2 separate regions of the Anas platyrhynchos genome follow, and region 2 is linked to region 1. A link is a contact called in public Hi-C data. All regions are on one chromosome and are shown on one strand. The core of a region is the stretch at or near the end of the contact, and the rest is flanking DNA. Distances in the headings are between cores, read along the strand shown.

Evidence for each region. Hi-C and Micro-C count contacts between places; a contact is called where the count stands out from the background.
Region 2: a Hi-C map of small yellow follicle shows a contact between it and region 1, with 4 times the contacts expected there. The contact joins the promoter of COG5 here to the enhancer-like site in region 1. A contact is called at or near these places in 5 of 8 Hi-C or Micro-C datasets (F1 follicle, F5 follicle, skeletal muscle and 2 more).

What each region holds. Positions count from the first base shown.
Region 1 is chr1:14,924,710-14,930,386 of IASCAAS_PekinDuck_T2T, reverse strand. HBP1 (HMG-box transcription factor 1) reads right to left here. Exons shown (of 11, transcript XM_027459130.3): 6 at 5,553-5,665; 7 at 5,070-5,226; 8 at 4,356-4,500; 9 at 1,689-2,018. Among named protein-coding and RNA genes, the nearest start is that of HBP1, 10 kb to the right of the region's middle. Within about 2 kb of position 3,251, at least 6 of the 8 cell types and tissues checked have an H3K27ac peak or open chromatin away from gene starts, as enhancers often do. A contact at or near this core is called in F1 follicle, F5 follicle, small yellow follicle and 1 more, where this site is marked.
Region 2 is chr1:15,112,090-15,117,766 of IASCAAS_PekinDuck_T2T, reverse strand. It overlaps COG5 (component of oligomeric golgi complex 5), which reads left to right and starts at 2,265. Exons shown (of 22, transcript XM_072032652.1): 1 at 2,265-2,394; 2 at 3,167-3,306; 3 at 4,289-4,346. The coding sequence starts at 2,325. It overlaps DUS4L (dihydrouridine synthase 4 like), which reads right to left and starts at 2,102. Exons shown (of 6, transcript XM_072032689.1): 1 at 1,963-2,102; 2 at 1,199-1,320. The coding sequence starts at 2,072.

The DNA of each region.
Region 1 (5,677 bases), core at 2,002-4,501:
GATCTGTGTATTTCAGAAAGCTTGCAGAATCTAACGCAAACAAAAAGCTTCGTTTCTCCAAGGAGATGTTTCTGTGAGTGAACTGCTGAGACCGAAGCAAAATGCATACAGAGAAATTTTACTGCCATAACTGAGACCTATTTCTCCTGACCAGAAACAAGAACGAACTGACCCTACTTGCACCTCATCAGAACTTCATCACGCCCTGTACACTGCCGTTTTCCTCTTACGAGGCTGGGAAGGAGCCCAACAACATTTTAGCAATGTGCTACCATGGAGGATGCAAGCCCTCGTACTGCAGTTAACTCACAAGGAGTTGTAAAACAGAACTGGAGAATGCCTCAAGTTCACTCAGTAATTATGTTCAGCATTAACAGAGACTGTTAAAACACAGTTTAGGGGGTTTATCTTTAAAATGTACACGGCCTCAAATTACTCAAGTATTTCTGAACACACACATTATGGCTACAGTAAGAGTATCTGGAGACGAAACTAGAGTATCTGGAATAGCCTAACAACAGCTGAAGTCCCCTTACGGACTGTAGCATGATGTGAATGTGCTTTGAATGCTTGCAGCTCACTATCTTCGTGATGCATCTTGAGCCACTTTATCTCTGAACAGAACTGTTCGAGTTTTGTCCTTTCTCATATCCATAAACACAAAATGCTGTAATAATGTAAGAATTCCAGTGTAAGAAGTGGGGACTACATGAAACCAACTCTAGGATCTCCTCAGTAATCTGAAAACCACACACGTGCATTCTCAAAGCATGACAGCTGCCTCCGAGCAGCCCAATTAATGAACGCCCCAGCAACACGTAAGCAACAGTAGCTGAATGCCTATAAAACCAATTATCAAACTCTCAATGATTTATTTTGTGTTTTATGGGTGCCAAGAAAGTGCTTTCAAAGGAAGAAGGGAGCAGCATACTCTGAAGCTTACTCGTAACTCGCACCACTTTCCTTCATAAACTTCAGTGTTCTCACTGAAATATTCAAACTATTTCCACATCCATCCAGCTGCGGCTCCAGTTCACTGCGCCCATTTAAAATCAGCATTTTAATTAAGTAATCATCAATTTTCCTGGCTGTCTTTTATCTGATTTCTCACTTACAGTTGCAAAGAATTTGAGGATAACAGATCTGCCTCACTGAGGTTATGACAAACACTGTGGAACATTGCAGCCAGCACACACAAGACCGGCTGGAATTTAGGGAAGGGCTCTTTGTACGGCAGGGTTTTGTTTCTCAGCAGCAGTTACAGCCTCCCCACCAGAACAGGATGGAATACCCAAAGCCCTCTCAAAGCCCTGCCAGCTTTTAACTTTCGCCAGATTCAGCACTAGGATTTTTATATGAAATGAAATGTTTATGGTAACATTTTTCATGTTATATACATTTTTAAAAGTCTGATTTTAAGATGGGTGCGCATTCAAGTGTTTTAGTTTACATTTACATAGGCACAACTAGCACAAAACATTCAGATTCAATATCCACATAACAAACATCTTTGTAAAAACGAAAGAACAAACCAAGCACCCTCCCCCCAGACATAAAGACATACGACTTCCTGCAAGTTTCAGCGCTTTTAGGGCACGGAAAATTTACCAAGGTGCTGTCAGGGTTAAGATCTGTTTCTGGTGAGCTAGCAGAATCAAAAAAAAACCAACACACTTTTATACCATTACCTGTTGTCTTTCCCTGGATACATCTGAGTATATTCAACTCTGTATTTTTTGGCAAAAAGCATGAAGGCATTCATTGGTCTTTTGCACTTGTTTGGAGAAGTGGCACTCACAGTACTTGCAGTCCCTGAGCTGTGGCTTTTGCCAGCTTTGCTGTACAAAGAACTGGAGGAAAGATGTGCTGATGCAGTAGACACACAGTTTTTAGTACTGCACTCGGATCTCTCAGCATCTTGATTGTTTGATCCTCCGCAAGACAGAGAAGCGCGACGCTGGCGAGCCATGCTGCTGAGCACATAAACTGCAGAGGAATCCATTGGTGTAAAATCATAACTAGAAGAAAAAGACATCTTATGAAATGATCCAGCATTTTGTAGGTACAAGCCCTAGAGAGCTGCTCGTTCTCCAGCTGTGCTATCTAGTAGTCTGGGATCTTTTGGGTGAATTTGTGCTTTGAGTTTGTGCTCGATGCAGATGCAAGTGAAGAAAAAGAGTCTGGCAGATGAGCTAACGCTTTTTCCAAGTGACACTGAGCTGCTGCTTTACACGGTCTGCTGGGTACTGCCAACTCCCCAACTGTCTAGTGATTAGTTATACACTGTCTTCAGATTTCACAATCTTTTGAAGTAAATTGTTTTCTTTCCGCAACTGCCCTGACTGCAGCCCACGTCTGGTCAGTGCACGATAGGTACCGAAAGTGACAGCTGCTCTGGGGAGAACAGGTGTTGAGTTCACTTGTGTGGAAATGTTAGTAACAAATACGAAACAATTGCATTAAAATAAACAATGTAATACACACTCTTGTACAAATAACTGCTCTAGACCATTCAGTTTGAAGTGTTTTACAGACAAATCTTCCACTAAGCTTAGCATGTTTAAAAGCCCGTGACGCTGCACACTATTGAATTAAAAGCTGGCAAATGTCCGCCCTCTAGTGACAGAAATGTGAGAATCCCTCCGTATTTCAGCTATTTCAACAGCTTAACGAGTTGTTTGCATACCACTTAGACCTGCAAATATTACAAACTGTTATTTTTCTGTTGACCAAAAACTCCAAGCACTACAGGAGATGCACAGACTACTTGTTATCACCTCAGGAACTACCAGGTGTGAGCAGATCATTCTGGGAAACACAGGCTGAAGTCTTTAGCATGCTTTATGGGGAAAACACACCTATAAAGGTGCTGCTTGACCATAACTTTAAGATGCTACATTCCCACCACAAACATAAACACATGTAACTCTGAGGCTCCTGTCAGACACTGCTGAATGAGTTAAACAATTCATGGCAAAGTATTTATTTCCAAGCACAGACCAGAACTACTAACAGGGAAATAAATGCTGCAAGTTATAGCCCAGACCCATCTGTGCAAGCAGGTCCCGTCTGTGGGATGGAACCAAAAGCAAGGGTGGAGACTGAAAGACTGACACCAAAATCTCCTGGAGAAGGAAAAAGCAACAAAGAAGGGATAACGCTGACAACTCTGCGGGCCAGTTTACAAGATAATGAGAAAGGACCTCCCTGTTCTCCAAACAGTCCAGCAGCTTTCCTAATCTCCTCCTAACACAGCCACAGGATTTTGTTATTTCATTCTGTCCTGTTAACCCCAGCTGCTGCTGCGTGCTCCTTTCTCAGAGGCTCTTCTGCCCCAAAATAAAACAGAGATAAGGAATTTGAAGTGTCCAGACAGTATTCAGCTGGGCTGCAGGGTGAGTAAAGAGACAAGTCCAATGCCTTCAGTAAGACATAAACATGACTCTATCAGCTCTCCACAAAGAAAGTTCAAGAACAGGAGTTAGTAAGAAGAAAAAGCCTAGGCAGCAAATGAGTGAATTCAAACAATTTGAACCCACTGTTAGTCCACACTGAAAACCTTCAAGAGCTCATAGAACTTGAACTGCAAACAGCGTTTTAAATTCTCTCTCTCATAAAAATAACAAAAAGCAACTGGACTAAAATCAGATGCTAAAAAGAAGCTAACATCATAGGAAAAGATGGGTTCTACTAAACTTAGAAAGCTCGAAATAGTATGGAAAATCTTTATGAGTACTCCTATTTCCTTTCTCAGAACCTTAGAATTATTCTGTTGGACTGCACTTCTGAAGGTGATCTGGGCAAATCTCCTGCTCAAACCAAGACAAACCTCAATCAAACTTTCAAGTTAGATGTCACTGCTCTATTAGGAAAAGAACCACAAATAGCAGAATCTACAAAGAAAAGAACAAATCACGAAAGCACTGTATTCTAAAGCCGTACATGCGTTAGTTACTAAGGAACTACTCAGGCAGTTTCAGGTATGCAGCTGAAGCACGCATTAAGAGCTGGCAAACACAAGCTATTAAGGAAAAAATATCAGGTTTTTGAAACCTACCCCACTTCACCTAAAGGATTTGTACAAGTAATATATTCTTTGCTGTTTTATCTGATTTGTATTAGACTATCAGAAGCAGGGTCTGCAAAATTACCCCAAGAAATTCCTTTGCAGTTTAGCACAGCACAGAACTACACAGCTTTCCTGATCATTTGGACTTCATTTTCCCCCTCTCATTTATCTTCTATAACCAGAAGTATTCTCTCTTTGCTCTACGTAATGCTTCAAATTCTTGTAGACTTAAGGTGCCTACTCATTAAATATAAAAACCGCTGAGGCCACTTTATTCAAAAATTACCTTTTAAATGTATCAAAAACACCTGAATCATCAAAGTTAATGGCATCAGGGTGTCCAGGAGGTAGACACAGATCTCCAAGATGCATTTCACAGCATGGAATGCCATGCTGTACCACAGTCAAGCTTGGATAAAAAGATGACCAACCTGAAGTGGTAAAGAGTTAAATTAGACAGAAGGCCAGACAATCTCTCTAGTTCTTAACCGGAGCAATCCTATATGCCTAAATGACACCATTTCATAGCAGTGTTCTGATGTAGTTTCTTTCACCCAAAAGAAAAATCAGAAACACTTACTCAGGAATTCTTACTGCAAATACTTTATGTTTATCTAAAGTAAAATCTCACTCTAGCAAAAAAAAACAAAAAAAACACAATCAAAACCTGGGAACTTTTATCGTCAGAAGTTCAACGTTTAGTTGGAGAGAAAAGCCTCCCTTATTTGCAGCTTTCCTTTCTCCCCCCAATTTATCTGTTTTCCTGCACTCCACTTGAATACTTGACCAAATCTTGCCTGAAGAGATGTACAATATTTCTGCAGTTTTAGTTTGTTCAAATTCTGTTGTTTTTTTTTTTTTTTCCGATAAAGATAGTAAATTGATTCTACAACATTGCTTTTTATTGATTTCTCGAGCAACATGGGGCAGTAGTAAAATCTGCAACTACTTTCTAAGAATGTTGTAATATAAACCCAAGTGTACTTGTAGGATTGCATACCTTTGTTTTTAACATAAAAAGGGTGATCAAGTCTGCATTCTACTGTAAGCAAACCATCTTCCACTGTGCCAGGATCAAAAGTCAGCTTCAGCACTGACTCACCAAAGGAAATACTTTCTTCATGAGAAATCAACTTCAAACCATCAGAACCATAGCCCTGTAAACATGCACACAGGTCAGAATTTCCCCCCCAGAAAAAGCATACAACTCTGTATACTGCAAGTGTCTATTTGTCATCTTAAGGTATATTACAAAATATCAACATTCTAGGTGTTCTCACTGAAATTAATAAAATAATAAAACATTCAAAACATACCTAAATGAATTCAGTTCAATTGCTTCACAGCAAGATAATCAAACAGTGCAGTGATCAGCACTAGACAAGCTCAGCATAAAATCTTCCAGAGATAGTAATTAAAGGTGTAGAGATAACATTGCAAGGTAAGTACTGTGCTACAGCAATTGAAATGCACTAACAGCTACCTTGTAGGCACTTGCTGAGCCATTTTCCTCTTTTCCACAGCTTTCAGACCTTGCAAAATCTTCAACGTCCTGCCATTCTTTATTGCGGCCTTTATGAAAGCATAAACGAGAGCCTAATACATTTT
Region 2 (5,677 bases), core at 1,016-3,515, 190 kb before region 1:
TAAGGTTGGAAAAGCCCTCCAAGAGCCTAGTCCAACTGTCCTCCTACCACCAATGTCACCCACTAAACCATGTCCCTAAGTAACACTACCATCCATAATCTCATGCTCCTAGTTTTTTTTGGCTGACTATTAAGTAATAATACGAGCCATAGTTAATCTTTTAGTAGCAGCCACAGGGATGATAAACCTCTATTTTAGAAATACACAACAAGGAAATGTCAGTGCCAAATCAAATGAAAACCAGAAATTGTAACTGTAGGCTCTGAACCTACCCTGCTAATTAGAAGACAAATCCCCAAACAAACAGCCAGGAAGTTAAACATAACCACAGTAAAATTTCACAACCTGTTGTGAAGCAACAGGTTAAAAGCATAAACGATGATGTAAATACTGTAATATTGGCAAAGATGTCAGAGGCAGAATGGTTTTGGAGACTTATAAAACTAAGGCAAATGTGAAAGAGGTGAGGAGGGAAAATATATTGTTTATAACATTAGAACACTTAATTCTGTAACCTCTGTTAACAGGCAACAACATTACAGCAGAAAGGAGAAATTCCTCTCTCTCCCCATCCCCTTACACCTCGAAAGGCACTACAAAGCTAACCTGTGGAACTTCAATGCCACGGGACACTGTGAAGATCAAAAGCTTAAGTAAATGCAGGAGGATCTTAGTCTGTAGACCTTTGAGCCATATATAGTGTAAATTATGTTCTTATTCATCTATTTTTACACACAAAAAAATTATCCAAGCTTTCTTTCCAGTTGAACTCTACTAGTAAGGGTCTACCTGTGCTTCCCCATGTGACTTTTCTCTACAGCTGACTTGCTGCACTTGAATAATGTACTGTAGTAAATGGTCAGTGATAAAATCATGAAATTTACTTACTTTACTTTACTTTACACCTGTGTGCGTGCATAGCTGCTGGAAAAGGTCAACCCACCACACACTTAAATCAGTTTGTAGGCCCTGCTTTTCAGGTGAAGACACGGTTTTCTATTACTTCACTTGAAACATTATCACTGGAATGTACTTACTCTGATTGTAAAACCACAGCAAAATTCTAAATAATTCATATATAGTATCCTTAAATTGTTATGCATGTCAACCTGCGAGATAGACTTAATTTGCTTGGCCAGTTTGGTTTATCGCTAGATAACGTATTCTGAAAAGATAATGACTTATTGTAAAAGAATACCTTTATTTGTTGTGAATTCGCTGTCTCTTGCTTTTGCGGATCTCACAAAATCAGCTGCCACTATCATTGGTGTATAACACAAGTCGCAGCTGTATTTTCTAACCAAGGTTCTGAAAGCCAGCCTGCGGACACATGAAAATTAACAACAAATTGTAATGACATTTCTCTGATTAGCTACTGTAAATTGCTGTCCTTACATGCAATGCCATGGGGGTGTAAAACTGTAAGACAAACATGTCTCATGTCTATGGCAAGCTTAAACAGTCGCAGGAGAATCATGGAATCGGTAGGGTTGGAGAAGCCCTCCCAGATCACCTGGTCCAACCACCCCCTACCACCAATGCCACCACTAACCCATGTCCCCAAGCACCACGTCCAACCCCTCCTTGAACACCCCCAGGGACGGTGACTCCACCACCTCCCTGGGCAACCCGTCCCAGTGCCTGACTGCTCTTTCTGAGCAGAAATGGCTCCTCATTGCCAGCCTGAACCTCCCCTGGCACAACTCGAGGCCATTCCCTCTGGTCCTGTCACCAGTTCCCTGTGAGAAGAGGCCGACCCCCAGCTCCCCACACCTTCCTTTCAGGTAGCTGCAGAGAGCAATAAGGTCTGCCCTGAGCCTCCTCTGCTCCAGCCCAAACACCCCCAGTGCCCTCAGCCGCTCCTCACAGGACTTGCGGGGAAACCCTCCCTGTTTTTACAGTCAGGAGCAGCTTTTTGAGCGCAGACACGCTGTGCGGGCAGCTGCCAGGCCAGTCACTTACTTCGAGTAGCGCACCATGGGGGCACAGATCTTTACAAGGCGCCCAGCCCGAAACAACTCCCCGGGCTCCTTCCCCGGGCATCCTTTAATTCCCTCGCCGTCCCCACTCATCTATCCCCACCAACCCGTCCGGCATCTGGAAAAAAAAAAACACAAAACCCCGGGGCCGGGGTCCGCGGGGTGGGGGCGTCTCCGAGGGGCTGCCCAGCCCGGCTCGGCGGAGCCCGGCTCCGCTCCACACACGCCGGCAGCTGCCGGTGGGACGGCCCCGCTCGGCTCCGCTCCGCTCCCGTCGCTCTCCTTCGCCATCATCGCCCTGCGCCGCCGCCCGGGAGTGACGCGGGGCCGCCGGCACCTGCCAGCATGGAGGAGGAGGAGGCGGCCGGAGCGGCCCCGCTCCCCGCCCCGGCCCTGGCCGAGCTGCTGGCCGACGGTGAGCCCGGGGGGGACGGGGCTGTGGGGACGGAGGCGCCGCGTTGTGTCCCCGGGACCCCCGCTGCTGCCTCAGGGGTCCGGGTTGGGGATCGGGAGGGGAAAGAGGAGGGGAAAGTGGGGCTGCCCGGTGCATGGGGTGCTGCCTGCATGGCAGAGACCGGCCTCTGCCCCCTGTTCTTAGCCCTGTTCCTGCCCCTGTGCCTCTTCCTGCTCCTGCTCCCTGTCCCTGCCTGCCCGGTGCCTTGCCCGTGTTCCCCTGCTCGTCTTGGTAATATCACCGGGGAGCCTTCCGTGCAAAGTCTCACTTCGTTAAAAACCACCCCTACGGCATCATTTCTTAATTTAGCATTATAAATTAACGCCATTATCAGGCGCGGTACGCTTCGTGAAGTTGGGTGTTTGGCTGCTGTCGTTCCCAGTGGGGGCTGCTGTGTGCTGGTTCTGGGTCCAGCCTCTGCGGCCTCACCCTGGTTACGTCTGAAAAGTTGGAAGGTGTCAGTGCCTTTTCAAGAAAAAAGTGGGGATTAAAGGAACGTGTGCTCTTTTTCACCATTTACAAAAACAGACAACAAAACAGGCATCATCTCCAAGCATGTTTCTCTTGCTTGTAGTCTCTTCTCAAGTAAGTCAGTGTCACACTTATTATGCGAGGCCGCATGCTGTTACATCTGGAGAAACTGAGGAGAGGTCTGTGTGCTGCGAGATGTATGCTGTACGTCCACAAGTATTGCTGGTTTGAAGCACGGAGATAACATCTAAATCTCTTTCAGAATGTTATGCTGACTTCTTCAGAGAAGACTTTGATGTGAAAGCTTACACTTCGCAGTCCATCCATCAGGCTGTGATAGCTGAGCAACTAGCAAAACTCGCCCAAGGTATTAGTCAGCTGGATAAAGAGCTTCATTTACAAGTAAGTTTAAAGCATGCCTGCTGCTCTGGGGTGGTTGATATAAACTGATTAAACGCCGAGTAGTCTTATGGTCTTGTTGCTTCTGAAATTGCCCAGCTAACTGTGCAAGCACTAACTAACTGAAAATACAGCTTGCAGCAGAAAGAGTAGTGAGTCTGATACCTAACTCAGTCAAGCTCACTCCTAATACCCCTGTGAAGAAGCTGTACACTGTTTGGTTTTGTTTTGTTTCTGCACTCAGTTTCCATATGCACAGAGGTTCCACTCTTCGTAAGGATGCTCCCTAATTCTTTCAAATTAATCCTGTCAGCTATCAGAAAAGCTTTTCAGTGTTTTGGCATGGTGACTGTGAGAAGACAGTGAATGATATGTCTTGCACCCTTTCATCCTGTGCTGGAGCGTATCCTAGGCCCTAATCCTCACCTTTAGCTGGGCAACGTAACCTATGCTTACACACCTCCACACCTTCAGAAAGGCTCTTGAGTTTGGATAATCAAAGACAGTTTGGTAAAATCCACACAGACACCACAAAACTGTTGACCTTTCCGTGAGAGTGCATGTTAAATTTGTGTGTGATTTGAGAAACTGCTCCCCCTCATTGGTAAATTCTTTAGGAATTAGTTTTTAACTTTCATAAATAGAAATGAAAATACTAAAAATATGTAATTACTGTGTGATTAGTAAGCTTACATTTATAATTATTTTATGTGATGGTGTGTTGAAACATGATTGATTGCTCTGCTGACTTAATATGTCAGCTATGCTGCAATAACTGACCCTCTTCCCATTCTGAGCTTACCGTTTTTGTGAAGTAAAATGTGTTCTGAAAACCCTTTCATCTTTAAGGTGTGGCTGCTTTTTCCTGTGTCTTCTTAATGTAGGAAGACTATGATAATTTAATATCCCTCTCAGGTGCATATCTCCATGCATTCTTCTATTGTGATTTCTCATTTCTCTCTTTTTTTTTTTTAATTTTTTAAAGGTTGTTGCAAGACATGAAGACCTGTTGGCTCAAGCAACTGGAATTGAATCCCTGGAAGGTAGGAACAGTGACCTTATTTGCTATTTATTATGAGTGAGGAAGCATTTTTAACATGTGCACAGGGAACATCATTCACTGTCCACTTTGGTTTTTGTAGCTACAGATCTTACTTCTGAGAAATAATTTGGCAGTGTTTTTTTTTTTTTTTATGTCAGCAGATGGAGCTCCAGGGAGAAGATTTGACTGATAGTCCCCTGCAATAACTACTTAATAGGAAAAAGTATCTTGATAATCAGTTCTGAGTAACTTTAGCAATCAAGTCTTTTTGGCCTTTTAATATATATTTTTTCTAAATTAATCTAATTCATTGCAGCATCTATTGCCATAAATACCATGTTTGTAAATGCATATGCGTGTGTCGCATAGCTTAGAAGTCTTAAGCGAAGAGGCTTTAACACATGATCTTCACTGCACTGAGATGATTTTTTCCTAGTAGGAAACTAGTAAATTCAATGCATTTTTTTTTTTTGTGTGTGTTTTATTCCACTATTTGAGTTCATGCTTTTAATATAAACTGCTGGCTTGTAAAGGCTTTACTTGAGAACCATGGAATCTGTACAGAAAAATGGTTGCAGAATATGAATCTGCCAGAAGCTCATTAGACCTGTCATTCTGCTCTGCTCTTTGACACTTGGGAACTTTGTATGATCTTGTGGGTGTGTGTTTTTTTTTTTTTCTTTCCCAGAAAGGTATTTACTTCTATAACACGCTAATTTACATGATGAGATCCAAGCGTATTCTCTTCCCCACCTATATTTTGCAGCTTGTAGAGTAACTTGTCTTTGTCTCATCATCTGCTTTCAGGTTTTAGCATAACCAGAGAGTTTCTGGTTGCTGACACTTGTAGTACCAGTGAGCAACTGGAAATTGTTGGACATGGTATTCAATTTTTGGCATTTATATGTAGATATAAAAATAGAGAAATGCTTATTTAATCTAGCAAACAGTTTTTTAAACAGTTGGAAATTAAAGCATAGGAAGTCTGGAATCTTTGTTCATCCTCCAAATAAGATAAGAATCTATAGTCGACATCTACATCTGTCTAATGGATCAATGTCTTCCAGTCACAATCTTCATCAATTTGTGCTCAGTGGACCTGAGTGTTCAGAAATCGTTTCTGTTTTTGAAGGCATTCCTACCTAAAATTGCTCTGAGGAAAGACTGAAGTATTTCAAAAACAGCTGTTCATTTATAAAACAATTCTATAGGTCAGGTGTGGTAAGTAACAGATTTTTTACAGATGATAACCAAAAGTAAAAATAAAATCTAATCTGCCAAAAAATTCATTATTTTTTTCATTAATGTAGGGTTATTCTCCTTAAAAGGACT